Regions from separate parts of the Mus musculus genome. Here regions 1, 2, 3, 4 and 5 are each linked to region 6. Evidence: chromatin contacts called from public Hi-C, HiChIP or PLAC-seq and promoter capture Hi-C data. All regions are on one chromosome and are shown on one strand. The core of a region is the stretch at or near the end of the contact, and the rest is flanking DNA. Distances in the headings are between cores, read along the strand shown. Region 1 overlaps Lair1 (leukocyte-associated Ig-like receptor 1). Region 2 overlaps 9430041J12Rik (RIKEN cDNA 9430041J12 gene). Region 3 overlaps Ssc5d (scavenger receptor cysteine rich family, 5 domains). Region 4 holds the start of Lair1 (leukocyte-associated Ig-like receptor 1). Region 5 holds the start of Leng8 (leukocyte receptor cluster (LRC) member 8). Region 6 holds the start of Rdh13 (retinol dehydrogenase 13 (all-trans and 9-cis)).

The links. Promoter capture Hi-C pulls out the DNA fragments that hold promoters and counts their contacts. A called contact is a pair of places that touch in the nucleus more often than the background predicts. HiChIP or PLAC-seq counts read pairs in DNA pulled down with a chosen protein or histone mark.
Region 1: a contact with region 6 is called in an H3K4me3 HiChIP or PLAC-seq map of bone marrow-derived macrophages, with 2.5 times the contacts expected there. The contact joins the enhancer-like site here to the promoter of Rdh13 in region 6. A contact is called at or near these places in 1 of 39 promoter capture datasets (neural stem cells), 2 of 15 datasets of contacts at CTCF or cohesin (large pre-B cells and pro-B cells), 1 of 484 Hi-C or Micro-C datasets (embryonic stem cells), 9 of 115 datasets of contacts at active chromatin or transcription factors (bone marrow-derived macrophages, embryonic stem cells, large pre-B cells and 1 more) and 3 of 9 other capture datasets (adipose tissue, embryonic stem cells and pancreatic islet).
Region 2: an H3K4me3 HiChIP or PLAC-seq map of bone marrow-derived macrophages shows a contact between it and region 6, with 8 times the contacts expected there. The contact joins the enhancer-like site here to the promoter of Rdh13 in region 6. A contact is called at or near these places in 2 of 39 promoter capture datasets (the HPC-7 cell line and cranial neural crest), 1 of 484 Hi-C or Micro-C datasets (cortical neurons) and 8 of 115 datasets of contacts at active chromatin or transcription factors (a beta-TC-6 cell line, bone marrow-derived macrophages, embryonic stem cells and 3 more).
Region 3: a contact with region 6 is called in a Hi-C map of CD8 T cells, with 2.0 times the contacts expected there. The contact joins the enhancer-like site here to the promoter of Rdh13 in region 6. A contact is called at or near these places in 4 of 484 Hi-C or Micro-C datasets (CD4 T cells, CD8 T cells, double positive thymocytes and 1 more).
Region 4: a promoter capture Hi-C map of macrophages shows a contact between it and region 6, with 5 read pairs. The contact joins the promoter of Lair1 here to the promoter of Rdh13 in region 6. A contact is called at or near these places in 1 of 39 promoter capture datasets (macrophages), 4 of 115 datasets of contacts at active chromatin or transcription factors (bone marrow-derived macrophages, epiblast stem cells, memory CD8 T cells and 1 more) and 2 of 9 other capture datasets (liver and macrophages).
Region 5: an H3K4me3 HiChIP or PLAC-seq map of embryonic stem cells shows a contact between it and region 6, with 8 times the contacts expected there. The contact joins the promoter of Leng8 here to the promoter of Rdh13 in region 6. A contact is called at or near these places in 20 of 39 promoter capture datasets (3T3-L1-derived adipocytes, the C10 cell line, the HPC-7 cell line and 12 more), 2 of 15 datasets of contacts at CTCF or cohesin (embryonic stem cells and large pre-B cells), 152 of 484 Hi-C or Micro-C datasets (the AML12 cell line, B cells, the C2C12 cell line and 84 more), 54 of 115 datasets of contacts at active chromatin or transcription factors (the 230-238 cell line, the NIH/3T3 cell line, the SCID.adh cell line and 30 more) and 5 of 9 other capture datasets (adipose tissue, embryonic stem cells, liver and 2 more).

What each region holds. Positions count from the first base shown.
Region 1 is chr7:4,031,370-4,035,942 of GRCm38.p6, forward strand. All of the region lies in intron 2 of Lair1 (leukocyte-associated Ig-like receptor 1), which reads right to left. Among named protein-coding and RNA genes, the nearest start is that of Lair1, 30 kb to the right of the region's middle. Within about 2 kb of position 3,077, at least 2 of the 459 cell types and tissues checked have an H3K27ac peak or open chromatin away from gene starts, as enhancers often do. A contact at or near this core is called in bone marrow-derived macrophages, where this site is marked.
Region 2 is chr7:4,084,874-4,089,758 of GRCm38.p6, forward strand. All of the region lies in intron 6 of 9430041J12Rik (RIKEN cDNA 9430041J12 gene), which reads right to left. Among named protein-coding and RNA genes, the nearest start is that of Gm23741, 15 kb to the right of the region's middle. Within about 2 kb of position 2,823, at least 54 of the 459 cell types and tissues checked have an H3K27ac peak or open chromatin away from gene starts, as enhancers often do. A contact at or near this core is called in bone marrow-derived macrophages, cortical neurons and microglia, where this site is marked.
Region 3 is chr7:4,941,356-4,945,957 of GRCm38.p6, forward strand. Ssc5d (scavenger receptor cysteine rich family, 5 domains) reads left to right here. Exons shown (of 14, transcript NM_173008.3): 13 at 1,359-1,517; 14 at 2,196-3,473. The coding sequence ends at 3,409. Among named protein-coding and RNA genes, the nearest start is that of Ssc5d, 18 kb to the left of the region's middle. Within about 2 kb of position 2,091, at least 64 of the 459 cell types and tissues checked have an H3K27ac peak or open chromatin away from gene starts, as enhancers often do. A contact at or near this core is called in CD8 T cells, where this site is marked.
Region 4 is chr7:4,061,677-4,066,117 of GRCm38.p6, forward strand. Lair1 (leukocyte-associated Ig-like receptor 1) reads right to left here and starts at 1,528. Exons shown (of 8, transcript NM_001113474.1): 1 at 1,393-1,528. The coding sequence starts at 1,426.
Region 5 is chr7:4,135,913-4,140,440 of GRCm38.p6, forward strand. It overlaps Leng8 (leukocyte receptor cluster (LRC) member 8), which reads left to right and starts at 1,568. Exons shown (of 16, transcript NM_001374609.1): 1 at 1,568-1,707; 2 at 2,784-2,876; 3 at 3,507-3,678; 4 at 4,024-4,131. The coding sequence starts at 2,839. D030047H15Rik (RIKEN cDNA D030047H15 gene) reads right to left here and starts at 1,014. Exons shown (of 3, transcript NR_033548.1): 1 at 649-1,014.
Region 6 is chr7:4,442,383-4,447,189 of GRCm38.p6, forward strand. Rdh13 (retinol dehydrogenase 13 (all-trans and 9-cis)) reads right to left here and starts at 3,275. Exons shown (of 7, transcript NM_175372.4): 1 at 3,065-3,275; 2 at 1,821-1,939; 3 at 212-367. The coding sequence starts at 3,129.

The DNA.
Region 1 (4,573 bases), core at 1,827-4,326, 410 kb before region 6:
GGGAATGAGCCAGGATGGGCAAAGGTCATTGGCTGAGGGCTTAGGGTACCAAAATGCCTCATTAACATGGGGAAGCATTTCAGGAATCTCAGGTGCTAGCTGAATAGGTTCTAATGAAGAGAAAGGAAATTGATCCTGTCATCTAGTTAAGGCAATGTGACATTCCTCAGGTAGAAACATGTGTAGGGGCTTAGAATTCCCCAGACAAGGTCAGAGAAGAAGTCCCACTTGAAGGGAGTTTCCCAGAGAGATATCCATTCATGGTGGATTTCAACCTTAATTACAGAGTTTTCCCACAGAAGGGCACTTCATACTCAGGGAATCCACATTTGTCAAAGAAATATTCCGAAACTTAAATCACACAACAAACCTCACACATTAATAGTAGACAACGTCAGTTTCCCACTCTCACCAATGGACAGTTCATTGAGAAAGAAATAATGGAGATAACAGACTTTATGACTCAAAAGAACCTAACAGATATCTACAGAATATTTCACCTAAAGACAAAAGAATATACCTTCTTCTCAGCACCTTATGGAACATTATCAAAAAGTGGCCACAATCCTTGCTTATAAAACAAGTCTCAACATATACAAAACACAAAGATAACCCTCTGTATCCTATCAGACCACCATGGGTTAAAGTTGGATTTCAAGAAAAACAGAAAAAACAGAAAGCCTACAAACTCAGAGAAACTGAACAATTCCCTACTGAATGACTTTGGTGTCAAGACATAAACAAAGATAGAATTAAAATCTTCCTGGAACCTAATGAAAATGAATGTACAACATACCCAACTGTATGGAACATAACGAAAGTAGTGCTAAAAGAGGAAAGTTCATTGCAAAAAGTGCCTTCATAAAAAAACTGAGAGAGGAACTGAAAAATGGATCAGCAGTTAAGAGCATTCCAGAGGAATACCTGGCACCTTAATGGCAACTCACAACTGTCTATAAATCCAAGATCTGACATCTTCACACAGACATACATTCAGATAAAACACTACTGCATATAAGATAGAAAATAAACAAATTATTTTTTAAAAATGAGTGTCCTTAAAAAAAAAAAAAAGAAGAAAGAAAGAGAGCTGTATGGTGGCACAAGTCTTTAATCACAGAGACAGGTAGATTTCTGTGAGTTCAAGGCCAGCTTGGTCTACAGAGAGAGTTCTGGGAAAGCCAGTGCTGCACAGAGAAACCCTGTCTTTAGAATCAAGAAAGAAAAAGAGAGAGAAAGAACTTGGAAAGATTTCATACTAGCAACTTAACAGCATACCTGAAAGCTCTAGAAGAAAAAGAAGCAAACACACCCAAGAGGAGTAGATGAAAGGAAATAAGGTGAGAGCTGAAATCAGTAAATTAGAAACAAAGAGAATAAAACAAAGAATCAAAATTTTTAAAGTTTTTTTTTGAGAAAAATCAATAGATAGACAGACCCTCGTCCAATCTAACTAAAAGACAAAGAGAGAATATTCAAATTAACAAAATCAGAAAGGAAAGGGGAGACATAACAACAGACACCAAGGAAATTCAAATAATAATTAGGTCATACTTCAGAAGCTTATACTCCATAAAATTGGAAAATCTAAAAGAAATAGGCAATTTCCTTGATAAATACCGCTTACCAAAGTTAAATTAAGATCAGATAAACAATTTAAATTGACCTATAATCCCTAAGGAAATAGAAAGTCATTAAAATCTCCCAATTGGAAAAATAAATAAATCCCAGGGCCCTACCAGAGAACTCTGACAGCTGATAAACACCTTCAGCAAAGTGGCTAGATATAAGAACCACTCCAAGGGGGGGGGGGCACCAGTAACCCTTCTGTACACAAATAACAAATGGGCTAAGAAAGAAACTATGGAAAAAATACCTTTCAAAATAGTTACAAATAATGTATCTTGCAGTATCTCTAACCAAGCAAGTGACAGACTAGTATGACAAGAATGTCAAGTCTTTGAAGAAAGAAATTGAAGAAGATATCAGAAGATGGAAAGATCTCCCATACTCAGGGATTGGTAGGATTGACATAATAAAAATGGCCTTCTTACCAAAAGCAATCTACAAATTCAACATAAATTCTATCAAAATTCCAAAACAATTCTTTACAGACTTTGAAGGAAAAATGCTGAACTCATTATTGGAGAAACAGAAAGGAAAAAATAACTAAAGAAATTCTATGCAACAAAAAAATCTTCTAGAGGTATCACCATCTTTGATCTCAAGCTGTAATACAAAACTGCATGGTGTTGGCATAAAAACAGACATATTATTTTTATCAGTGGAATCAAGTCAAAGAAATAGAAGAAAATCCATTTACCTATGCACATATGATTTTTTATAAAGGAGCCAGAAATATACAATGAAAAAAGAAAGCATTTTCAACAATTGGTGCTGATCTAACCAGATATTGGCATGTAGAAGAAGGCAGATAAATCCATATCTATTACCCTGCACAAAAACAAACTCCAAATGAATTAAATACCTAAAGATAAAACCACATTCATTAAACCAGATAGAACAGAAAATGGGGGATAGCCTTGAAGGCACTGGCACAGGAAACAAATTCCTGACTAGAACACCAATAGCACAGGCACTGAGATAACAACTAATAAATGGGACCTCATGAAACTGAAAGCTTCTGTAAGGCAAAGGACACTATCAATGGGACAAAACTGGAGCCCACAGAATGGGAAAGGGTTGTCACCACCTCCACATCTGACAGAGAGCTAATATCCAAAATAATTAAAGAATTCAAGAAAACAGACATCAATAAGTTAAATAATCCAATTAGAAAATAGGGTACAGATTTAATAAGAGAATTCTCAACAGAGAAATATCAAATTGCTGAGAGGCACTGACAAAAATGTTCTACATCCCTAGCCACCAGGGAAATGCAAATCAAAACAAATTTGAGATTCTAGGTTATACATGTCACAATGGCTAGGATCAACAACCCAAGGAATAGGGCAAAGATGTAGAGCAAGGGAAACACTTCTCCATTGTTGGTGGGAATGGAAATTTATACAGCCACTATGTTTATAGCAAGCAGCTTTATTCATACTAGCCAGAAACTGGAACCAACCTAGATGTTGCTCAACTGGTGAACGGAAAAAGAAAATATGGTATTATACACAATGGAGTATTAGTCAGTGGTTAAAAATAATGGCTTCTTGAAGTTTGTATGCTACATAGATAGAAGTAGAAAAAACATCATCCTGAGTGAGGTAACCCAGACCCAGAAAAACAAACATATTATATATTCACTTATAAGTGGATTTATCTGTAAACTAAAAGACAATCATCTATAGCCCACAGACCCAGAGAGTTTAAATGACAAGGGGGCTTCATGGGAGGATGAAAAGATATCCCTGAGGAAGGGAAATAGATTTCACAGGTGGACAGGAGCAATTGGGACCAGGAGGGACCAGGTGGGGGAGTAGGGGAAAAATACTGGGAAACTGAAATGGAATCGGGGAAAGGGCATTTCGGAGGCATGGTTTTTATGCTATGTTTGTATGATGTCCCTGGGAGGCCTGATATTTTCTTAGGGGAGGCAGTTGGTGTGTCTGGGAAAGGGAAGACACAGGGAAGGAAGAAAGGGGAAACTGCAATCGAAACTCCATGGGATCTACTTGAGCAAACCTAACAACGATTCCTATTAATGGGGCACACAGAGCCTGAACCAGCCATGTGTTATAACCAGGTAGGGCCTCTGGTGGAAGGACTGAAATACCAATCCAACCATAAAACCCTCCACCTACAGTTTGTCTGAAAGTGTGTTGGTACTGGAGCCTAGCAGAATCATTATCAAAGAGACCAGAGAGACTTCATCCAGCAACTGATGGGAGCAGATGCAGAATCCCACAGCCAAACAGTAGAAAGAGCTTGGGGAGTCCTTTAGAGGAGGGAGAGGAAATATTGGAGGAAGCAGAAAACTCAAAGACACCACAGGAACATGGCACACAGAAACAACGGACTGAGACTCATGGAGTCTAGCAGAGATCATGGAGCCTGTAGGGTCTGATCTAGCTAATTGATGATAGATAGATAGATAGATAGATAGATAGATAGATAGATAGATAGAGATATAGAGAGAGATAAAGATAGATATATACAACATAATATATCTATATGCAAATATATAGATACATATAGCTATAGATATTGACTATGAGTAACTTGATGTTCTTGTGGGACTCCTAACAGTGGTAACTGAGGCTTTTGTTCCTGATTCTTTGCCTGCTAGTGGGATCCCTTTCTTCCTACTGGGTTGCCTTGTCCAGCATTGATGTGATGGAATGTCTCTGGTCTTATTGCAGCTCATTATGCTATGTTTGTATGATGTCCCTGGGAGGCCTGATCTTTTCTTAGGGGAGGCAGTTGGTGTGTCTGGGAAAGGGAAGACACAGGGAAGGAAGAAAGGGGAAACTACAGTCAGGATGAGAGAAGAATTTTACAAAGTAAAATAAGAAAAGGGGTGGTGGATGGTGCCCAGTTTACAAGGACAGAAAAGACTGTTTGAGGAGTTACAGGAAATTGGGGGAAAAAAGTAAAGCCTCTAGGAAAA
Region 2 (4,885 bases), core at 1,573-4,072, 360 kb before region 6:
CATACTCTTAAATGCTTAAAACTCAAAAGTAGCTGAGGAATTGGACATTGATGGTTTCTTGGAGAAGTAGAATTATTTTTCTGTGGAAGAGTGATAACTTGTATGTTGCTCACCTATGCCCCAGTGCATAACTTCACATACATACATACATACATACATACATACATACACAGGCAGCAAGTACCTGGACTTAGGGTTTAGAACAAATAAACAAATAATTAAATAACAAACAGAAACTTTTAAAAAGAAGACATAAAATTGGAATAGAAATATGTTGGAAGAAATCATGAGAAGAATTAGATTGAGGTAGTAGGAAATGGATATGATCAAGATACATTGTACACATATATGAAATTTTCAAAGAGTAAATAATTGATATTAAAACTATGTATAGGGCTAGGCACAGAGGCACTTCTTTAATCTAAAGCAGGGCAGGGGGACCTCTGTGAGTTCATGATTGATTCTGGTCTACATAGTGAGTTTCAGGACAGTCTAGACTACCTAGAGAGACCATGTCTCAGAAAAACAAAAATATAAATGTATGAAACTGTATGTGGTGGCACATATCAGTAAATACTGATGTTAAATTATGTTATTATTGCAAGCACCCCTCTGATACTTAACCTCCTGAATATAAATAAGCATGTTGGGAGATGTGGAACAATCTATCTAAGTGATAACTTAAGTTGGACAACCTAGCTGTCCTTTTGCCAACACAGTCAACTTTGAGTATTCTAGAGATACCTTGCAGAAGCTACACAACAGTTGCAGCTGCCTGCTGTCAACACACAACCCTGGCTCCTGAAGTTTCAGCCTCAGCCATAACTGGTTGGAAAGTCTACAGTGAAGTGCCTCTCCAAATATTCCTACCCAGACCAGTCAAGGAGCACTTCCCCTGGTGGCCCAGCCAAGAGAATGTTGCAATTGGTACAAAAAAAACCCAGTGCTATAATTGGGGTGAATTCTGTTGTGGGGTATCTACCAGAAAAGACCTCTAAGACATGGGTTTAAGCCAATAGAAAAATTTTAATCAGCCAGCCTGCAACTATACTGGGTGTTTGGGATCCCAGTGTAGCATGGACTAAGCAGTTCTTGGGTGAGCTTTTAAACAAGAAAACCATGCCCTGAATTAATGTACTTCAGTCAGCAAGAACATTTATCCAGAAACAGACTACAGAGGTGAAAAGGTTAGTAAGGTTAGTACATTTAGAGATTGTCCTAGAACTGTGAATTTTGATGGGTTAGTTCTTCATTTTGGTAGGTAGTACTGGCTACATGCTGAGTTTTATGGTCTGAAAGTTACTTCCATCATGGAAGCAGTTGAGCTAATGTCTGGGAGCCTGTTACAAATTATAGGTAATACAGCAACTGTAGTGTGTGTGTGTGTGTTTATAAAAATTGTTTATAAAAGTTGATAAGTTTAGACAAGTAATACTTTTTAAACTATTTACACTGTATATAGTTTAAGTGTACAACATGAAGAGCTTTTAAAATAAATTTTGTATATGTTTAGGATAAATAGAATATGGTGTTTTAATTTAAAAAAATTCCTTTCAAGTAGGTTTTTACCCTCCCCCACTTGACACTTTTTTACATTCAAACAATACATGCATACAAGGAACCCTGCAGTGGGTCAGGAACACACACAAAGACACGTATACACGGATGAAAACTGCAAGGGAGACTTGTCAGGAAGATAAACGCTTTCAGCAAAAGAGAGAGGGGGTTAGGAAGTAGTGATGAGAGATGGGTCTTGAAAACTACTAAAATCTTGTGTGTCTGTGTCTGTGTGTTTGTGTATATGTGTGTGTATCTGTGTGTCTTTGTGTCTGTGAGTGTGTGTGTGTCTATGTGTGTCTGTGTCTCTGTGTCTGTGTGTGTGTGTGTCTGTGAGTGTATATGTGGATGTCTGTGGGTGTCTGTGGGTGTATATAGGAGGTGTGTCTGTGGGAGGGGGTGTCTGTGAGTGTCTATGTCTGTGTCTATCTCTCTGTGTGTGTGTGTGTGTGTGTGTGTGTGTGTGTGTGCGCGCACGCGCGAGTAGTTTTCAGTGGATTTTGTAAAATGGGGTAATCTGACAAATACTTTTCCAGTCTCCTGCTATCTACCAAGATAGAAAGCAGACAGACAAATCTCCTTGGTTACATTTGTATTCCTGCAGACCAACAGGAGAGACAAGATTGGAAGCCACAGGTACAATACAGGAGTCCCCTTACCATAGTTGCACCTCACTGCAGTTCATCAACCACTGTCACCCATAGCCACAAAATACTGAATGGAAAATTCCAGGAGTAAACTGTGTATACCTTTTCAATTATGTGCCTCTCTGAGTAGTTTGATGAAGTTTTTCTCAAAACAATACTCCGCCCAAAAGATATGGTAATAACTTCTATTACAGTGTTTTATGGTTGTCCTGTTTTATTTTTAGTGATGGCTGCTAGGCCTTGTGCCTAGTTTATACACTGAGCTTTGGCAGGGGTTTGCAGGGGGGGGGGGGGGATGCAGGCACATAGTATATATATAGATTCAATACTCGTGTGGTTTCAGGCATCTGCTGGGTGTCTTGAAATGAATTCCCCACAGATGGCAGGCTGCTGTGAGCTTGTTCACAGTCTGCTTAAAGTGATCAGAAAAGATAGTTGAGAAGCTTGCATCGGAGAGCTAGAGGGCCACAGACCCTCAGGAAGTACAGAATGCTGGGTCTAGAGTAAAGGGGTAGGAAGAGAGAAGGTGCCAGGTGGTTGACCCCAGATCACATGGGGCCCTGTCACTCTTTGAAGTTACCCTGAGTAAAAGAGCAAGTATCACAAACTGTCCCAAGTTGAAGACACCTCCAGTGGTGAGTCTCTTTTTCCTAGACTTCCTTTATAAAGCGGAACTACTCACACAGAGGTCTGTCATTGCAGCAACCCTGAAACAGTCTCATCCATCTTCCTCAGCAGCCACCCACCCCTTCCTTCTCATGGCTCTGCATTGAGTTGACTTCTGAATGCCTATGATGGGGATGGGGCTCTCAAGGAGCACCTCACATATGTGGCATAGTAACCTCTGAGTTGTACAGTACACACCTCACAGATCTGTGCATGGTGAGTCTATAATACTCCCATTGTGTATCTGCAGAGGCTAGTGTCTGCAATATTATTTTGCCAGGTGATAAGATATCTTAACTTCTCTCATGTGTAAGAAAAAGATAGCATTAGAAGCATCCAAAAGAGGAACATAAACATAGGAGCTTCAATGCCATTATTAATAAGTAAAATAAATTGCTATACAGGGCGGGTAATGATGACAGGGTTTTAGACACCAGATTGTAACTATGTACAGTCACTGGGATCAGATGAGGAATTGCAGCCCAGCTGGCTCATTGTACCAGGAACTCCCACAGCCAGCGGAGTAATTATAGACACTAGATCTGCTGGGTGATTACCATGCAGTCGTGGAGTCCAAAGCAATAATAGCATGGTTCCAAACCCAGGCAGTAGGCAATAACTAGAGACATGATCACAACTCAGAGGCAGAGGGATGTTCCTGAAACATCAAGCCTCAAGAGGCCGAGGAGAGCTCCGCCACCCTCAGAAGTCCCCAAAAGTTGAATGACTCCCCCCGCCCTTTTTATTTGGTTCTTAGAATTAAACCTAGCTCTTTACATATGATATCAAGGACTCTACCACTGAGCCATGCCCCTATATTCTCACTGATGGATTCTAGGCAGGGGCTCTACCACTGAGCCACACCTTTTATTTCCCTTCCCCATTCAGCACAAGTCTTTTCCTCATATTCATGTTCTTTTGCTTTGTTTTGTGGCCCACTAAGTTTAATTAGGGCCATCTGTGGGACCATGAGTTTAAAACTATTCATTGGAGCCTGACAGACTCACCAGTGGGTGCAAAACTAAAGGCAATGATACACCTAACCCGCCAATCTGTCAGTATCCAGTAGTTCAGCACAGAAAGGTGGAACATCACAAGCAACTGCTCTATCCATAACTGACTGATAACTGGCCCAATCTTGTGCAAGGCCCAGTGCAGGTGACCACAACTGTTGGGAGATCATGATTACAACGGCTGGGTCCTGCTAGGGAGAAAGCATTTCACAGCTATCTTCTCCCTATCTTCTAGCTCTTACATTCTTCCTACCCCCTTTTCTTCAATGTTCCCCAGGCTACAAGGGGAACAATGTGAATATCCTATTTTAGGGCTGCACACTCAACAGTCACGTCGAACAGCCATGAGTCTCTGCATTCACTGCCATTCACTGCAAAGAAAAGCTTCTCTGACTCAGGCTTAGAGCAGGAGTTTTGGTGCTAGGAGATAGCTTGGTGCCATGACAATTTAGCTTTAAAAAAAAATGGAGCTCTTTCATTTTTATTGCCAGATAGTATTCTATTATGTGCCACAGTTTAGCCATTTGCCCACTGAAAAACAGCATGGCTGTTTCAAAAAACTCTCATCAAGAACCTATAATTAGAAAGGTCATAGGCCATAGTGGAGAACCTACTACTATTAGTCTGCTAAATGGATATAGTATTAAACAGATATATTATATTATATTATATTATATTATATTATATTATATTATGACTTATCATTATATCCATAGATTAGTGCATCTCTCAACCCTCAGAGAAGCTTCTTTCTCTAGAAGATGGGGTCATGGAGACCCACAACTTGTCAAAGTTCAGAGAAGAAGAGACTATGGCGTGCTCAGCCCTAAGATGGGGCAGAAAGATTTTAAGAGCCAGATGAGGTGGATGACCACAAGGAAACAGTGTTTTCCAAATCAACAGGACAGATGCACGTATGAACTCAGTGCTTGTTACAGCATGCACAAGACCGGTACAAACTCAAGTCGGATAAGATCCCAGCATGGGGCAGGAAGGTGAGCA
Region 3 (4,602 bases), core at 841-3,340, 500 kb after region 6:
AAGTGTTGTTTAATTAATTCATGCGTGTGCCATGGCTTATGTGTGGGGTCAGAGGACAGCTTCCACGAGTTGTATTTTCTACTCCACCATGTGGGTTTTGGCAGGGTTTAACTGAGGTCATCAGGATGTACAGCGAGCAACTTTACCCACTGTTCCCAGGAAGGGAATTCTCAAGCGACCAAAGGCCTGTGGGAGAAAACTCGCATAGTCACATGGTTAAGATTCTTTTTAAGGACTTATTTTGTGGTTCAGGCATGGTGGTGCATACCCTTCATCCCAGAACTCTGGAGGCAAAGGAGGTGGATCTATGTGAGTTTGAAACTAACCTGGTCTATATAGCAAGTTCCAGAACAGCCAAGCTACACACACACACACACACACACACACACACACACACACACACACACACAGCTCAGTGAGACCAGAAGAGGACATCCAATCTAAACCTGGCATTACAGGCAGGTGTAAGCTGCCTGAAGTGTGGGTTGGAAACCCAAAAGATGCTCTTAACCACTAAGCTATTTCTCCCACCTCAGCAAGGGTAGGCTTTAAGCTCTAAGAAGGGCCTCCATGGATCTCTCTGGCTGCTAGAACATCACCACAGATCTAGTGGCTCATGTTCTTGATCTTCTGTAGGTCAGACTTCATGGGTCTGACTGATCTAAGATCAGGCAGGGCTGATCCCTAGGGGAGAAGCTGCCCTCTTGACTTTTCCAGCTCCAGCCCCTTCCTTCGTCAAAGCCCGGAGTGTGTTGCCTTTCTCTGGGCTTAATCGTGTCTTTAGTCTTTCCCCTGAGATTCACCCTGGAAAGGTTTGTGTATTCTAAGTATTTATGAGACTCAGGAACGTTTTTTCTTTTTGTTAATTATTTATTGTCACCCATTTATTTATCTATTTATTTTAACTGTATTATGTTTGTGCATGTGTGTATGTGTGTGCTATGGCTTAAAAAAGGCTGCTTGGGACAGCATGATAGTTCAGTAGATAGGATACTTGGTGACAAACCTGACAAGTATTGTTGGAGCACACATGGTGGAAGGCACACATGCACTAATAAATACATGTCATTTTAAAATGTAAAGGGAGATTGGAATTCCAGGCCAGCATCAGCTACATGAGTTCAAGTTCAGTGTGAGCTACCTGAGACTGTGTCAAAAACAATATTGCTTTGAACGGAATCAATGCACGCATTTGCTTTATGGGATAACCTCTTCAGGTTCTGCGTTTACTAGCCAAGAGCATCCTGACCGGTGACAAGGTGACATAGGCTGAGGGGCTGAATGACGGGTGAGCTGTGGTAATGAGCAGCAGGAAAAAGTGGAAGGAGGACTCAACTCTCTTCCTCACACATCTGCAGATGACCAGGGAGGTTATGAGTCTTCCTGGACGTGGGATACACCTTCAGGAAGGGGTCTGTTCAAGGGGACCCCCACCACAACCAAGCCTGGATCCACAGTTACCACTAGCACCAGCAAGAGTCCCGGCCACCCCTTTCCAGCTCCAAGGGCCCGTGCAGGTGAGGCATGGGCAAAGAGGCCTGGGGAGTATGTGTCCTGGGGTACAGAGATGGGCTCCAAGCTCCTAGGGGTAACTACTTCTTACTTCAAAGATCAAGCAGAGAGACAGCCTCGAACTCACACACTTCCTCCTGCCTCTGACTCTAAAAGGCTGGGGTTGAAAGCATGGGCCACCACGCCTGACTAACTCACTTCTTTTCATTCAGTTTAGAACCCCAGCCCAAGCGATAGATATGGTTGTTTCTCCCTCCTCAATAAAATCTCTCTGTAAACTCCCATATAGACATGTTCAGACCTGTGTCCCCTGGGTGATTCCAAATCTTGTCAAGTTGACAGTGAACGTTAATTATCACATAGAGTCTCACTGTGGGTGTTTCCTAGGAGTCTTCTCGTATCCCAAAGCGTGTTCATCTTTCTGGTCCCCTGGGCTCTTTCTCCACTCTGTACTTGTAGGCATCTGTGTTCCCCGCATAGGCCACCAGGTGGCGGCAGGGACCTCGCAAGAGTTGAGGAGGAGGGGCACTAGGGCCTGGTGAAATCTGCCGGTGACCCATGATGTCACGAAGATCTTTGCCTTCCCATTGGTCTTCTCCTCAAGGGACTTTGCGGAATACGTAGATAGGGCAATAGGGCAGACTGACCTCTGACCGATCTGCCCCTCTTTTCTCCAACTCCAGGTTCACCAAGGAAGCCAACACCTGAGCGCCGGCCGCTGCCCACCTCAGCCACCACCTCATCTCCTGCTTCCTCCTCTTCACCAGAGCCTTCTGGCTCACGGCAGACCTCTGGCTCCTGGCCACAACTCATCCCAGACTCAAAGCAGGAGGGGACCTCTAGCTCCCCCAAACCATCTCTACTCACCCCAGGACTTCCCTCCCCAGCAACCTTTGCCTTGTCCACTCCTAATACCAGTTTGCTTCCAACACGTTCCCCAGAGCTTTCAGGCAGCCCAACACCCACCTCCCCTGAAGGGCTAACCTCTGCCTCCTCTATGCTATCAGAAGTGAGCAGGCTTTCTCCTACCTCAGAGCTGACTCCAGGACCTGATACAACACCAGCACCTGAAATAATCCCAGAAAGTTCTGACTCCTCAGACCTCCCCATGAACACCAGGACCCCCACACAGCCGTTTACAGCCTCTCACCCCACCAGCATCCCTCAACTCAACACAACTTCTTACCCCACCATTGCCCCTCAACCTACCACAAACCCTCAGCAACCCAGGAGCCCTCACCCCGCCACAAGTCCTCAACCTCCCACCAATACTCACCCTTCCTCAACCCCTGCCACCCCTACAGAGTCCCTTCCATCCTCCCGAAAGACAGAACTTTCCTCTCCCACTAAGCCTAGACTAAACTCAGAGTTGACCTTTGAGGAAGCCCCATCCACAGACGCATCCCAGACGCAGAACCTAGAGCTCTTTCTAGCCTCGGAGTCCGGCCCCTCCAGTCCCTCTCCAGCCTCAAACTTGGACCCACTACCCACAGATGCCTTCAAACCACCCAGAAGCCAGACCTTACACTCAGCTTCAGACCACCTCACTCAAGGGCCAACCCCTAATCACAACCCAGATCCTTTTGGGCCATGTGTGTCCCCATTACCACCAGTAAGGGTCATGGCTTGTGAGCCACCTGCCTTGGTGGAGCTGGTAGGTGCTGTGAGGGAGGTGGGTGACCAGCTGCAGAGACTGACCTGGGTCCTGGAGCAGGACCGGCAGGAGCGCCAAGTCCTGGCACTGGGCCTAGCCCAGTTGGTAGAGGCTGCTCAGGGGTTGGGGCAGCTGAGTGAGACTGTAAAGAGGCTAGCAGAGGTGGCCTGGCCCCCCAGCACTCCTGTGCCCATGACCACCACCACAGAGGAGGAGGAGAGGCCTCTGAGGGGAGATGTGTGACCCACTCTGAAATTCACGGTGCTTAAGATACTCTTAAACAAAAGCCAACGTATGTACAATCGAAGTGTGGGTGTTGTTACTGGGGAGCAGGGGCTCTGGAGGGACAGAATTACAATGCTGATCCTAACTTGTCAATGCCATCTGTGATGGCGTTGGAGATCATGGTGAGGTGATGGCAGTTGATGGTCATGTGCTCACGGTATTGATGATGATGGCAGGGTGACAGTGGTGTTGATAGGGATCATGGTTAGTGACAGGATGGCGCTTATGGTGAAGGTCATGGTGATGGTCACAATGCTGTGATGGTGGTTGGTGGTCATGGTGGTTGTGATGATGGGATGATGGCAATAATGGTGTGATGATGTCAGTGGCGATGAGCGTGATGACAAAGATGGTGTGGTGGTGTTGTGGTATAATGATGAAGATGGTGGTCACGGTGTTACCGATGAAAGCCGTGATTGTGTGTGGATGGTGATGGTGATGTTAGTTGTGAAGGTTATGATGGTGTGGGGGAGTAATTTTGTGGTGACTCTGGTGATGGCGTTGATAACAGTGATGATGGTATTGGTGGTGGTGGTGATGGTGAACTGTGGATGGTGGTGATTACAGTGGTGATGGTATTGATGGTTATGGTGAAACACAGTGAGTGTGATGGTGGTAGTGATGAAGAGGTGATGTTGGTAATGGCGGAGACGTGATGACACTGATGTGCTAGCAATGCTGGTGCTAATGTTGATCATGCTAGTGGTGATCATTATGACAGTCCTGGCATTGATGAATCTGTGGAGGCAGGAAGCTGTCTCAGCCATGGTGTGCCCAGCTTTAAGGACAGAGCACACAGTTCATGAGTCCAAATAGGTGGGATAACATCGTCATATGGACAAGCACTTATGGGGTGTGTCCGTATCAGACTCTGTTTGAAGCAATTCTCACCCTTCCTAATGCTACAACCACTTAATACAGTTTCTCACGTTGTGGTGACCCCCAACCATAAATTAATTTTTGTTGGTACTTCGTAGCAGTCATTTTGCTACTGGTACAACTCATAATATAAACATCTGATATGTGGGATGTCTTGTGTGACCCCTGTGAAAGATGACCCTCAGGTTGAGAACCGCTGGTTTAGAGGCTCTGCAGCCGGCTGTCATTCCATCTCCGTTAACACTGGCTGGGGAGGGTACTGTTACCACAGC
Region 4 (4,441 bases), core at 278-2,777, 380 kb before region 6:
ACGGATGAGAAAATCATTTGATCACCTCAGTTAAGCGTTGCCTTATTTAACTTAATTAATAGTGGGGAGAGAGATTGGAGACCGTACTGTCTTCACTGCCTCCCACCCCAAAATAAAAAAGCCAATTGGCTTTGTACTACAGAGCCGGTCGAACCCCTTCTCCCTGTTTCCCACCTATCATCCAAAAATGTGAAGGAATATCAACTTAGTGTTATTCTTATTATAGTGTATTTCACATTTGTTCAGTCAAACTTAGCCAGAGTTCCAACGCCCTACTTAAAATTCCACTAGAAAGTTACCTACTCAGTACTAATTAGCATAATAAAGTCAGAGCCTGCAGCTCCAGGCTTTTCAGTTAGTTGTTTACTAAGATAAGAAAGGACAGTCTTAGCCAGATACAGTTTACCATAAGAAAAATTAAGGAATCCCACGAAAGCAAGTTTTTTCTTTAGCCCTAGATTCCAGGCAGAACTATTGAGCATAGATAATTTCCCCCCCCCCCCCCCTCAGGCCAGCTTTTTCTTTTTTTTTAAGTTTTGTTAATAAAAGGGAGGAAATGTAGTCTCCCCTCCCCCAGCCTGAAACCTGCTTGCTCAGGGGTGGAGCTTCCTGCTCATTCGTTCTGCCACGCCCACTGCTAGAACCTGCGGAGCCACACACGTGCACCTTTCTACTGGACCAGAGATTATTCGGCGGGAATCGGGTCCCCTCCCCCTTCCTTCATAACTAGTGTCGCAACAATAAAATTTGAGCCTTGATCAGAGTAACTGTCTTGGCTACATTTCTTTCTCTCGCCACCTAGCCCCTCTTCTCTTCCAGGTTTCCAAAATGCCTTTCCAGGCTAGAACCCAGGTTGTGGTCTGCTGGCCGGACACAACACATAGTGACACCATGCCTCAAAAATATAAAATAAAATAAAAGTGTAGTCCCTGGTAAGTCAACCATGCTCCAGTGCTAGACCACATACTTAGGAGTATTCGGGCAGCACAAATTGGTCTTACAGTGCTTTCAAAAAAAAAAAAAAATGGAACAAAGTTAAGAGGATAGGGAGGAAAAGTGGAACTTAGAAAAGTTGATGGTGAGTAATATAAGAAATACTCAAAGAACTAACAAAAGTTGAGGTTTTTTTTTTTTTATTCTAAGCAGGGTAATCAATACTACGTAACAGTTTTGATTGTAAAAAAGCAGGCTCTTCCTAAGTCCTGTTAAAGCTGAACCTGACTTCATGCCCCATCACTGTTCCTAACAATAAGTCTGCAGAGGTATCTTCCAAGTAGGACGTGGGGGCAGAGAGGCATTCCTCCCAGGGGCTCCAGAATCGCCTTCGCTGCTCTCAAGGCTGAGTGAGGAATAGACTCCCTTCCCCACCCCTCAGTTTTTCCCAGGACTCACCAAGCACCAGCAGGATAACTGGATGAAGTGACATGACTCAGGCTCCAGCAACCTTACCAGGTCTGGTCAGAGCAGAAGCCCTGCAGCAGGCACAAGAGGCAGGATGTGTGCACTGGAGCTTGTCACAAGGTTTCTAGCTAAGGTTCCCCACATGGAGAGGAAGAGGTTTCTCTTCTGGGCGTTGGACTCTTTCCCTTAGTCACTGGCTTCAGGAGAAGGTGTTAGCTTCTAAAACAGTGTCTCGGGCCCCTATGTTTAGATGTAGCTGAGCTCATTCCTTAACTTGTTTGCCTGTCTGTAAATATGCAAGAATAAGATTGTACATATCAGTTCCCACTGTAGAAAGCAAAGGCCACCAATTTATGCAAGACATTTCTACTTCAACCCAAAGCTCACATTTCCTTGGGTTTAAAATGAGAAACATTTGATGTTACGACTTTTGTAAAAGATCTCGACCAGATATTTCACACATTAAATGTGTCCTTCTATAGATAATGCTTTTACTATTAAATAATATTGGGGTGTGTGTGTGTGTGTGCATGTGTGTGTGTGCCCGTGTGTGCACGCACGCAGTCACAGAACAACTCCCCAAAGTCATGTCTCTCCTTCGACAATGTAGGTCCTAGGAATCAACTTCAGGTTGTCAGACTCAGAAGCAAGCATTTTTTCCCACTGAGCCATCTCAGTGACAAAGATAATATTTTTAAAAGCTAATAAATATTGTCAGAAATGTGTATAAATTGGATTTTTTTTTTTTTACTGTTAGCAAGAAGTCAGGGCCTCAACTGTTCTGAAGAAACTTCCTCTGAGTTAATGAGTCAGAATCATTTTGGGTAAGCTGATGCCCTCCCTCCATGAGATTAGAAGAAAAAATGGAAATTACAGGGAAGAACGCTCTTCCTCTTTAGAAATAGCATTGTGATTTCAGACATACACACACTCACACACACACACACACACACACTCACACATACACACTCACACACACACACTCACACACACACACTCACACACACACACTCACACATACACACACACACACTCACACACACACACACTCACACACACACACACAGAAATTAAAAATAGAACCCCAGTAAGAGGGGAAGTAAGTATGGAAGTGAGATGTCAGCACTCACATAGTCATTGCAGCTCTATTCACAGGAGCTGTGATAGAGAAATCATTCTGGAAGTGGTTGGAGGAAATGTGGTGTACATAGACCACATTTTGAAGATGATGATGAGGCCATGTGAAAAGCCATGGCTGAACCTTCAAGAAATGGCTATCAGTGAACTGAGCAAGACCCAGAGGACAGGTGATGAGTTGTTTGCCTCATGGAGGTATGTAAAGTAGTCACATTCAAGCTGAGCATGCTGATCCATTCCTGTAAGCCCTGCACTTGGGAGGGTTAGGCAGGAGGATTGCCATGAGTGCAAGGCCAGTCTGTACTACATAATGAGTTCTGAGCCAACCTGAGATATATAGCAAGATTTTTTTTTTGTCTCAAAAAACTAAAATAGATAAAGTCAAATTCATAAAAGCAAAATGGAATTTTGTCTACCAGAAGAGAAAACATGTAGAAGTTATTTATCAATAGACAAAAACTTTTAGTCAATTAATATGAATAACTCTAAGACAACACAGCATCTGTAGTCAATATTAGTAAAGTGTGCAGTTAAAATGTTAAGAGAACAAATTTTATGGTTTTCTCTGTCTTAGCTAGGATTTCTATGGCTGTGATGAAACACCATGAGCAAAAGCAACTTGGAGAGAAAGTGGTTTACTTCATCTTAGACTTCTAATAAGACTTTAACTCAAGGTGAAGCAGAGGCTATGGAGGCTGCTTACTGGCTTGCTCCCCATAGCTTGCTTAGTCTTCTTTCCTATACAACCCAGGAGCACTACCTGGGGATGCACTACTCACAGTGTGATAGGCTGACCCATATCCATCATTAATCAAGAAAATGTTTCACAGCCTTGCCCACAGGCCAATTTGATAGGTGTATTTTCTCAATTGAGGTTCCCTCTTCTCAAATAATTCTGCCTTGTGTCAAGTTGACAAAACACTAATCAACTCTCCCCCTTTCCCCCTCCCCCTCCTCCTTACCATCCTCCTCCCCCCTCTCCTGTCCTGTCCTCTCCTCTCTCCAATCTCTCCTCTTCCTTAATTCTCCCTTCCTCTCTCTATTCTTCAGTACCATTGGAACTAGAATGGTATGAAGTAGCATAAACAAAATCCTAAAGGGACTGAATAGATAAAAGACCTAGGGTTTGAGGACAGACAGATGACCATCTGTCAAGAAGAGAAAAGGCAGTGTCTTGTGTGCCATGAGCAAAGGTAGAGTAGAGGCACCCTCTTACAGAGTCTGTAGGTCATCTGTGTCTGAAGGCAGGCACAGTGACTCTTCACTTTCCCTCTAGCTGACACTGTTGGTGGTTGACAAAACAGCATGTGCTCAGTCGTCCTCCTCATAAAGTCATAGCTCTGTGAAAGTTGTTCTGTTCTGAGTCTGTGAGAGTAAACAGAGAGAAACTGAGGTGTGAGCTAAGACAATTTCAACAGTTCCACATTGACCTTGTAATTGTCCTGCCTCAGACTCCTGAGTAACTAGAATTGCAAGGCCTGTGCCACCGGGCCCAGCTTGTCCAAAGCAGCTCAGATGACCAAATGTGACCAAGTGATGAAATAGATTAAACTTTATGTGTTAAGGGTTGGTAGGAATGAACCCTCTCTTCCTTACAGAGGGTTTCACAAGGAGACCTTTACCCTCCTGTATGTCTGTCTATCACTGACAACTACATCAACAGGCTATGACATCTATAGGTCACACATACAGACATTGTATAGCAGAATGAACTAACATCAACGAAAATACTAACCCGGGTCCCTAGAAAATTGCTGGCTGCTAAGCCAAACTCAAGATGGTGCATTCTTGAAATTCCTCCCTCCCTCCCTAATACTTTCCCTTCCACCTTCCACACTCCCATCTCTTTTTTCTTTCATTAGAAAGGAATGAATTTAGGGTCTCGCACATGTCAGTCAAGCAC
Region 5 (4,528 bases), core at 318-2,817, 310 kb before region 6:
ATCATAAACCCAATAAACAGCTCTTGACAGGATGGGTAAAAAAGCAAGACAAATGCAACATGATGCTCTGGGTTACGCTATGGCGCACCGGAAACATTAGTGAGAAAAAGCGCCCACATCTGCGGCTTAGTTCAGAATATTAGAGCAATGTCAATTTCTTACTTTTAACAAATGAATTTGAGGTGTGGAATCTAGCAATAGGGGAAACTGGGCATAGTGTGCCCAATTCCTGTATTACTTTTGTAATTTCTGTAAACTTAAAATTTATTCTAAAATAAAAGTTCATTATAAAAAAGAGATGGGAAGAAACCTACCAAGCTAACACTAGCAAATGATACAGAGTTATCCAAGTGTTGTTTAATTACCAAAAGTTGCTTGTACAATGTGAGACTGGAAACTGGTCAATTGATGAACAATAATTGATAAGAAGGTAGTCTTATCAATTATTTTAACGGGAGATCCCAAGTTGGGCTGCATAATTCAATCACTCCTACTGTAAACAGTGAGCTTTAAGTGGCGGCCCACACCTTAATCCCATTAAGAGGGAGGCGGGTTTCTGAGTTCCAGGGCCATCCTGATCCTAAAAGATACAGTTCTGCTAGCTGCCACTCCGAGCAGATCTCACCATCCCAACACCCTACAAGGTACCTTTCCAGCGTCACAGTCCAGTGGCTACTCCCATTCCTCAAGCGACGCGTTTCCCGCTTCCTTTGGTTCGCACTCGCTGTTCCCTACGCCAGGTGCGCCTTTCCAATTTTACTCACTAAATAAACCTTCCAAGGGAGGATTCACCTTATCCCATTTCCCTCCACCCGCTTATATATTCATTTATTTTAAATCGTCCTAGCGCAGTGCGCAGCCTCACAACTCCTGTCCCTATGCGTTACATCTGAGAGACTATTGACTGCTGAGTCAAAACTAAGCTGTTGTGAGCGCGCACGAGAGGCTGGGAGGTACTTGTCCCCACGGGGCCACCGTCTAGGGCCAGCTTCCGGCTTGCTGACAAACGCCAACACGCGACTGCGTTCGCGAGACGTGTGGTGGGCGGTTCAAGCCGAGCGGTGACGTCTATTGGCTGTGCGCGACACAGGGCGGGGACAGACGTCCGGGTAACGTCATCACGCCACGGTCAGGACGTTCGAGCCCCAGACTAGAGCCAGCCGGTGACTGAGCGCTGTCTTGGTTGTCTTGAAGCTGCCTTGGACCGCCGGTAACGAGTCCCGGGAGCGAGCGGTCCTAGTGAGTGTGGGTAGTAGTGGGAGGCCTGGCGGGCGAGCACAGGGACGCCTTCGGGCTCCGCGCTCCGCGAGCCCTGGCCTGTTTGGTAAGGCCAACCGACGCCGCGCCCTGCGTCTTTGAAGGGTGTGGCCGCCGGAGCGCCTCTGCGCATGCGCGCCGGGTGTACGCTGGGGGGGGGAGGGGGCGGCTCCCCTACGTGCGCGTGCGCGTCCGCGTCCGCTCTGCTACTGGCCCTGGGAACCCTGCGGTCCCTAGTGCCCTAGACGCACCCCTTGCGGGCTCCATTGACCCGCTGTTACGCTGGCCTTCCTGTTGCCTAGGGCAACCCAGAGAGGCCACCCTCGCAGCGTGGTGCGCAAGCGCGGCCCGGCCGGTGGCTGGTCGCGGGGGACAAGGGAGGTCGCTTGTGTTCAGGGCGGCCTCAACCTCCACCTAGCGTCGTGGACTCCATGCCTGCGGGACAGCCAGGTGCTTCTGAGCTTACAGTCCGTGTTGTTCTCGTCTGTAAATCAGACCCCTTACTCCTAATACCAGTTACGAACACGAGGCTCTCTTTTGTGCATCCCTAGTTAGGACCCCTTGATACCACCCAACGGATTGGGTTTTTTAAAGGCCTTTGAGACCTGTCAGTGCCCCTTAGGCTTCCTATAAGGGTTTCAGTTTCTCCAATAGGCTTCTTTTCTGTAAATCCTGTTGTTTGGACCGCTCCAGCCCTGTTGGCACGGTGCTCAACCCATCCTATTTCTTATGGTACTATCCACCCCACCCCTAATAGTTTAAGAATGTTGTGGGCCTCTGTTATCTGCAGACACCTTACTTGAGTAATTGCCACTTGTTTGCTCCCAAACCAACTCCCACTCCTAGGAACATCCCATACAAGTCTGGAGACTGTAATTGATCTGAGTCTGGTAGGTGCTGCCAGGCAGTGACTTCACAGGAAGGAGTCTCCTGCACCTTCACCTGGCTGCTCAGCGGGATATCCATACTTTACCTTTTTCTTTGAAAACTTTGCTCTATTCTCCAGTGTTCTCCCAGTCTCAATTCCTTCCTCCTCAGAGTATCCCCAAAGGCTTCCCTCTCCCCAAACTTCTTTGTAGCTAGTACTTCAGTCACTGGAGAGCCTTCCTCTTGCTGTAGTAGAAGTATCTTTAGATTTCCTATCCAGGACTGAGGTTTCTGCATCCACCACTTGAGTCAGGTCTCCCTCACAGCCACACTCGTAATGCAAGTCTCAGCTTCTTTGTCTTTCATTTTCATATCCTACAGGCTAGTCTCGGCCTCCAAGGGAGGTGTTTCCTTTCATGCTCAGGTCTCTTCACTCCACACTAGGAACTGATTCTGATTCTTTAAGCTGTTTGTTTTTGAGACAGGACTGTAACTTGTAGCCCAGATGGGTATTGGAACTCCCAAAAGATTGCTGGCATTATGGTCATGAGCCACCACACTTGCTTTCCTTTCCATTCTTTGCCAGTGTTCCCTTCTATGAGATACCCTCTCTTTCTAGCCTATCTTCTCTTGGGGCTAATTGATCTCTTTTCTTATAGACATTTAAAAAGCAGCCTGGCTCCCGAGGTCTATTCCCTACACCCCAAGGTCCAGATGGCGGCCAACGTGGGTGATCAGCGTGCTGCAGACTGGTTAGTAGGGCTAAGGGAACACAGCCCATTGCAAGAGGAACAAGACACAACGGGTCCTTGCACAGCTTGGGGGAAAAATGCTCATTGTGGGGGCTAGGATGGAGGGGCAAGCTTCCCCTTTGAGCTTTCCTTTAATGTATGTGAGCTTATGTGGGTGTGAGTGAGTGTGTGTCACCCATGTTCGTCAAGGTCAGAAGAAGCCTCAGATCCCTTGGAGCTGGAGTTAGAGGTGGCTCTGAGCCATCCGACATGGGTGCTGGGAACAGAGCTTAGTGATATCTGCAAGACTGCTAAATGTTCTTAAGCACTGAGCCACCTCTCCAGCCCCCTCTTAATATCTTTCTGATCCTTCCCTTTTCTTTTTTTAAATTTTTTTTTCATTGTTGGCCATGTCAGAATTCACTGGCTTGTAAAAAACCTGAGTTCTCCTAAAGTCGTAGGTCATGTATAGAATTATGTACATACTGGTTAGCTTTCTGTTTGCTTGGCACATGCTATGTGCCACCTTCAGCTTGGGCTGTGGTGAGTAGGGAGTTTAGCTCTAGAATGCAAGCCTTGGGTTTACTTTTCCCCAACTTTGTCTACCTGTGTATAGATAGGGGAGACCATAACTGTGCTTCGTTGTTGCAGGTCTTCTCAGTACAGCATGGTGACTGGGAACAGCAGAGAAAATGGCATGGAGACTCCTATGCACGAGAACCCAGAGTGGGAGAAGGCCCGCCAGGCCCTGGCCAGCATCAGCAAAGCAGGGGCTACCAGCAGTTCCAAAGCCAGCAGCAGTGGTCCTGTGGCCAGTGCACAAGTGAGAATGGCATGGAGGATTTGGGAACTACAGTGCTGGGCTGGGGCCGTTGCCGAGAGAAGGGTGGGAAGGATGCTGGCTTCCATAGAGGGGAGTGCCATAGGGGGGCTGTAAGCATGTTTTCCTGTTAACTAAATGTAATGAAGGGGGAAAGTTAACTCCTTTGGGTCAACCTGGGCCTGAGTGATCTTAAGGATGATCGTCCCCATCTTTTAAGATGTCTAGTCTTACTGTACAGAGTCTGCACCCTTCTGCAGTTGCTCTGCAGTGAAGGCCTACCCTCTTGGTAGTGTAGTGCCCATGGGCTCCTGTGGCTGGTACTGATGGACACTCCTTTTTCTGCAGTACGTCTCTCAGGCAGAAGCCTCTGCTTTGCAGCAGCAGCAGCAACAATACTACCAGTGGTACCAGCAGTACAACTATGCCTATCCGTATAGCTACTACTACCCCATGGTGAGGACCTGGCTGCAGGGTGGGAGCCTTCTGTCAGGGTGGGCAAATGGTTGGTTGGGGTGAAGACAGACAGCAGCCCCTGACAAAACTGCCAGATTCCTGCTTAGGTCTCATAAGATCTGGCATATCCATTCTGGTCCTTTCCACTGTTGATGCTGACATTTCCACTGCCTCCAGACCCCAGGACATTAGCATGTCCTAGTCCCCTATGCTTTGCTCTCTGCAGCTCACTTCAAGGTTCCTTGCTGCCCAGCGAACACCTTCAAGAGAGCCTCCCATTGCCTTTTAAGTCGTCATCCTGCTTTTCCTTTTCTCTTCCTTGTATTCGTTCATGGTACTTACTGGAGTACATTACCTACTTACCCCATAGCTGTGTGTAGACTTTATTAAAATCTGG
Region 6 (4,807 bases), core at 2,025-4,524:
CAACAGTCCACAAGCCAGATCATGATGGACTCTCACAAGCAGGCACAGCTAGCTGATCTTATGAAGAGAACCGAAAGCCAGGTAGCAGCTACATTTAGCCAGCGGACGCCGTTGGCCAGCCTCTGCTCCAGAGCTTACAGGCTTTAGGTACCTCAGAGGCTAACCTGAAGCTACAAACCTTGGCTGGAAAAGTCAATGTCCTCTTGCCTACCTTTAATGACCTTCCTTGCAAACTCTCGGATGGACTTGAGGGAAGCCAAGTCTAGGCGTTCAGCACGTACGCGGGGATTCAAGGTCTCTCCTCGAATGTCCTTTGCAGCCACCTCGCACTTCTCCATGTCACGACAGGCCAGAATGACGTTGCCTCCTGGAACAGGAAAAGAGAACACACATCTGTCCAACAGAAATCAAAGCATACACTCACCTTAAACCTGCACACAGTGTTCTCAGTAACATAGTCAATAGCCAAAAGATGGGAACTCAATTACTCCCAGGCTTGGTGATGTAGACCTCGAATGGCAGTGACTCTGGAGGCTGAGGCAAGAGGATTGCAAGTTCAAGGCCTGCCTAGGTTACAAAGTATGTTCAAGACCTGCCTGGGCAACTTGGTAAGAACCTGTCTCAAAAAAGTCAAAACAGGGCTGAGGAGGTACTTCAGCAGCAGAGCACCTGCCTCGAATCCCCCAGTGAAGAACTGAGGGTGTGGCTCAGTGGTAGAGTCCACAATCCCCACATGAGAAGCTGGGGCATGGCTCAGTGGTAGACCACCTGCCTAGAATCCCCCAGTGAGGGGCTGGGGTGTGGCTCAGTAGTAAACCACCTGCCTAGCAAACAAGACACCGTGGGTTCAATCCTCAAAACACACACACACAAAATAGCAAATGTCCACCCACTAATCAATACATAAACCAACTGCAGTCTATCCAGGCCATAGCATACTCTTCAGCCATAACTGTAGTAATGTACTGACATATGACAAGGTGAATGGACCTGGAAACTCTACACTCAGTGAGTCAGACATTCATACATGCATTCATTTATATGCAATGTCCAGAATAGGTAAATCCACAAAGAGAAAGGATGCAGGTTTCCTGGAGCTAGGAGATTTGGGGGAAGAGGAGCTGTTATGAAAATATTCTAAAGGCGTGTGGGAAGACGAAAACATTCGAAGGACGTATGGAAATATGCTACTGTTGTTCTGAGAAATGCCACCAGAGGCTATCCTCTGTCCTCCACAAGGATGTGCACGCATATGCACATGTGTACCCACCTCCCCCCTATACACACAAAGCAAACATATCAAGATATGCAAATACTGAGGCTGGCAATTGGCTCAACAGGCCACAGCACTTACTGCTAAGTCTGAGGACCAGGGTTCAATGTCAGGACCTACAGAGCAGAAGGAGAAAACCAGCTTCCATGGTTGTCTACACAGATGGCAAACTCAGACCCACTCCAGCCCAACATACACACACTACATAATAAAAACAGGTTTGGTTTTGGATAGTTTTGAGAATGTGAATTATGTAGCTGTTGGGGTGTGTGTGTGTGTGTGTGTGTGTGTGTGGTGTCTGCCTTTATTCACTTAGCACAACATCCTGTAGAATCATCACACAGAAGCATGTCTGAATTCCTTTCCTTTTGAAAGCATAGTAATATTCCACTGTATGGATGAGCCGTATTCTGTTTATTTGTCTGCAAATTGACACCTGGAATGCTTCTGCCTTCGAGGTATTATAAACAAGGCTGCCATACACAACATTGTGCACACAACAGTGTGCACATAACTCTTCAAACCCCAGAGCAGGGGCTGCTCTTACCTCTTTTAGCCAGCTCCAAAGCAGTTTGTTTCCCGATGCCTGTGTTGGCTCCTGTCACGATAACAGTCTTCCCAGGTATGGTGGCCTTGCTGGGACAAGCCCCACCAGCGACATAGTCCCTGAAGGTGAGAAACAGCACAGTGAGTTCTGTCTGCCTCGTGCCTGCCTCAAGATTTATGAGCTGGGGCAAAGCACTCGTAAGCTCACATCCATCACCAAAGCACCCAAACACACGGGAGTCCTCGTCATGGCCTCAGAAAAGGATTATACGTTGGAACATCTCCAAGAGGTAACAATCATTTATTCATACTTTTATAAAAACAAAAGACAATAGCCAGAAGTGGTGGTACACACTTGCAAGCCCAGTACTCAGGAGGCAATGGCAGGAATACCAGGAATTTAAGGTCATCATCCTCGACTACAGAGCAAGCTCAAGGCCAGCCTAGGCTACATGCTGCCTTGTCTATAGATGGATGGATGGATAGACAGACAGACAGACAGAATGCATGACGTTGGAAGGAGCATGTGTCAGAAGGGGTCCATGGAAGTTGGAGAACAATGATTGGGAAGCGGGTGTGTATACATCAAGAAGCTGGAGAGATGTCTCAGCAGTAAGAGCACTGCTGCTCTTACAGAGGACCCAGGATCAGCTCCCAGCACCCCACACGGTGACTCACAATAACTCCAGTTCCACGGGATCTAACATCTTCTTTTAACCTCCGAAAGCATAGCATATGCATACATGCGGGGGGGGGGGGGGCGGGGAGGGAAACACCTCATGTAAGCTGTTAGCGGTGACAGACACGCATGTCCTTGGTCCCAGCACTCAGGAGGCAGAGGCAGATCTCTCGTGAATTCAAAATCAGCCTGGTCAATATAACGAGTTCCAGGCCAGCCAAGGCTTCATGGTGAGACCCAGTCTGAAAAACGCAAGGAAGGAAAGAAGGACGGGGGAGGAGAGGAAAGGGAAGAAAGGAAGGAAGGGGAGGCAAACAGGCTGGGCAAAGAGGAAAGGGTAGAGAAGGAGTGGTCCAGAGATAAAATGAGCACAAGATCCATGCTCCACCCCTTCTCCCTAGGTGACCTTGAAGAGGTGACCCGCCCTCCTCTCCCGGAAAAGCCATACTAGTGAGCGGGAAGAATTCGTCCGAGGACTTAGGACAAGGGATACTTCTCTGGCCTTGTTTGGCATTCCCCTGTCGCAAACCTACCACCAAGCGCGCAGAGAAGACGCGCAGACTCACTTGAGCAGCACGGTGCCGCCGATCACCGTGCCCACTACGGACACCGGCAGCAGAAAGCGGCTCATCCCAGGCTGGGGAAAAGGGTGTCCGTGGGTCTGCACTCCAGGCCACTCCGCGGACGAACGCGCTGCCCAGGAACCCACGTGCGCTCGAGTAGCGTGAACGTGGAATCACACAGCCACCAGAACCCGGCTATGGGGAGTGACCAGATGTGGAGGCGGGGCTTTAGGAAGTAGGCCCATGGCGCACTTAATGCTGGGAAACGTAGTTTCTGGAGATGGAATGCGGCCGAGGTTGACAGGCGTGTCAGCTACCAGATCAAATGTCATCACACTCAACCAATCCAAGGGCGTCCTGAAGTTCGGGAAGAAAAAGAGAGAGAGAGAGAGAGAGAGAGAGAAAGAGGGGGGGAGGGAGGGAGGGAGGGAGGGAGGGAGGGAGGAAGGAAGGAAGGAAGGAAGGAAGGAAGGAAGGAAGGAAGGAAAGAAGGAAGGAAAGAAGGAAGAAATAAAAAAAATAGTAGCTGGGTGGTAGTGGTGCTCGCGTTTAATCCCAGCATTACGGAGACAGGAGCAGGCAAACCCATAAGTTTGTGGCCAGCCTGTTCTACAGAGGGAGTTCTAGGAAGCCAGATCCATGCAGAAGAATACTATCTGGGAGGAAGAAAATAAATAAAGTAGATAGATAGATAGTTTGGTACCAAGCATTTCCATTTCCAGACATCGAGACCCTGTAGAATGAACCATGGTTTTTCTCCTCTAAATAATAGTTAATGGTAGCACTTTCTGTGTAGGCCTTGTGAAGGAGGGAAGAAGGCTGGGACCTGGACCCCTGGGTCTGAGGGAGGAGGGTGAAGTATAGATTCCTGAGTCTGAGGGAGAAGGGTAGGATTTGGACTCTTGTGTTTAAGAGTGGAAGTCTGGGGTGTGGGCTTTGGATCTGAGGGAGGAAACTGAGACCTGGACCATTGGATTTGAAGGAAAAGAAGGATACTGGCTTTAAAACAACAGTGAGATGGTGCATGGGGTAGAGACACTTGTCATACAAGCTTTGCAACTTGTGTTTGATTCCTAGAACATGGTGGAAAGATAAAATCAACTCCCAAAAGTTGTCCTCTGACCTTCCACCACGGCATGTATGTGTCCACACACTTATACACCAAAAGGAAAGAATAATATATTTAAAACATACTAAAGTGTTAGTGTCTAGAAGCAGGAGAGGAGGAAAGGAAGACAGACAGACAAACAGACGAACGGACAGAAGGAAGGAAGGAAGGAAGGAAGGAAGGAAGGAAGGAAGGAAGGAAGGAAGGAAGGAAAAGAAAGGAAGTTAGGAAAAAGGCTATAGACAGTGGACAAATACATCCTGTCACTAGAAAATGTCAGCACACTTGACACCTGTTTGTCTTCATGAAGGTGACAAGGAGATAAATATTTTTCAATTATCAGATTGGCAACATTATAATAAATATTCAGTGTTGGCAAGGATCAGGGGAAACTCCCTGTTGGTGGGAGTCAATTATCTGGTGTTCCTGAAAGTCTAGTCAGACACCTGTCACAGGATGATCCGTGTATACTATTGACCCAGACATTCCCTTTGTAAGAAGTTATACTTAGGAAATGATTGGTCATTCCAAAAGAAAAAAAGAACAACTGGCCTTAGTGTGCACTTGTGAGTGCTCACTCACAACTTCTTGCAACTTACTTAACACCTCTTGTGTTCCAAGCACAGCTACTGAATTCA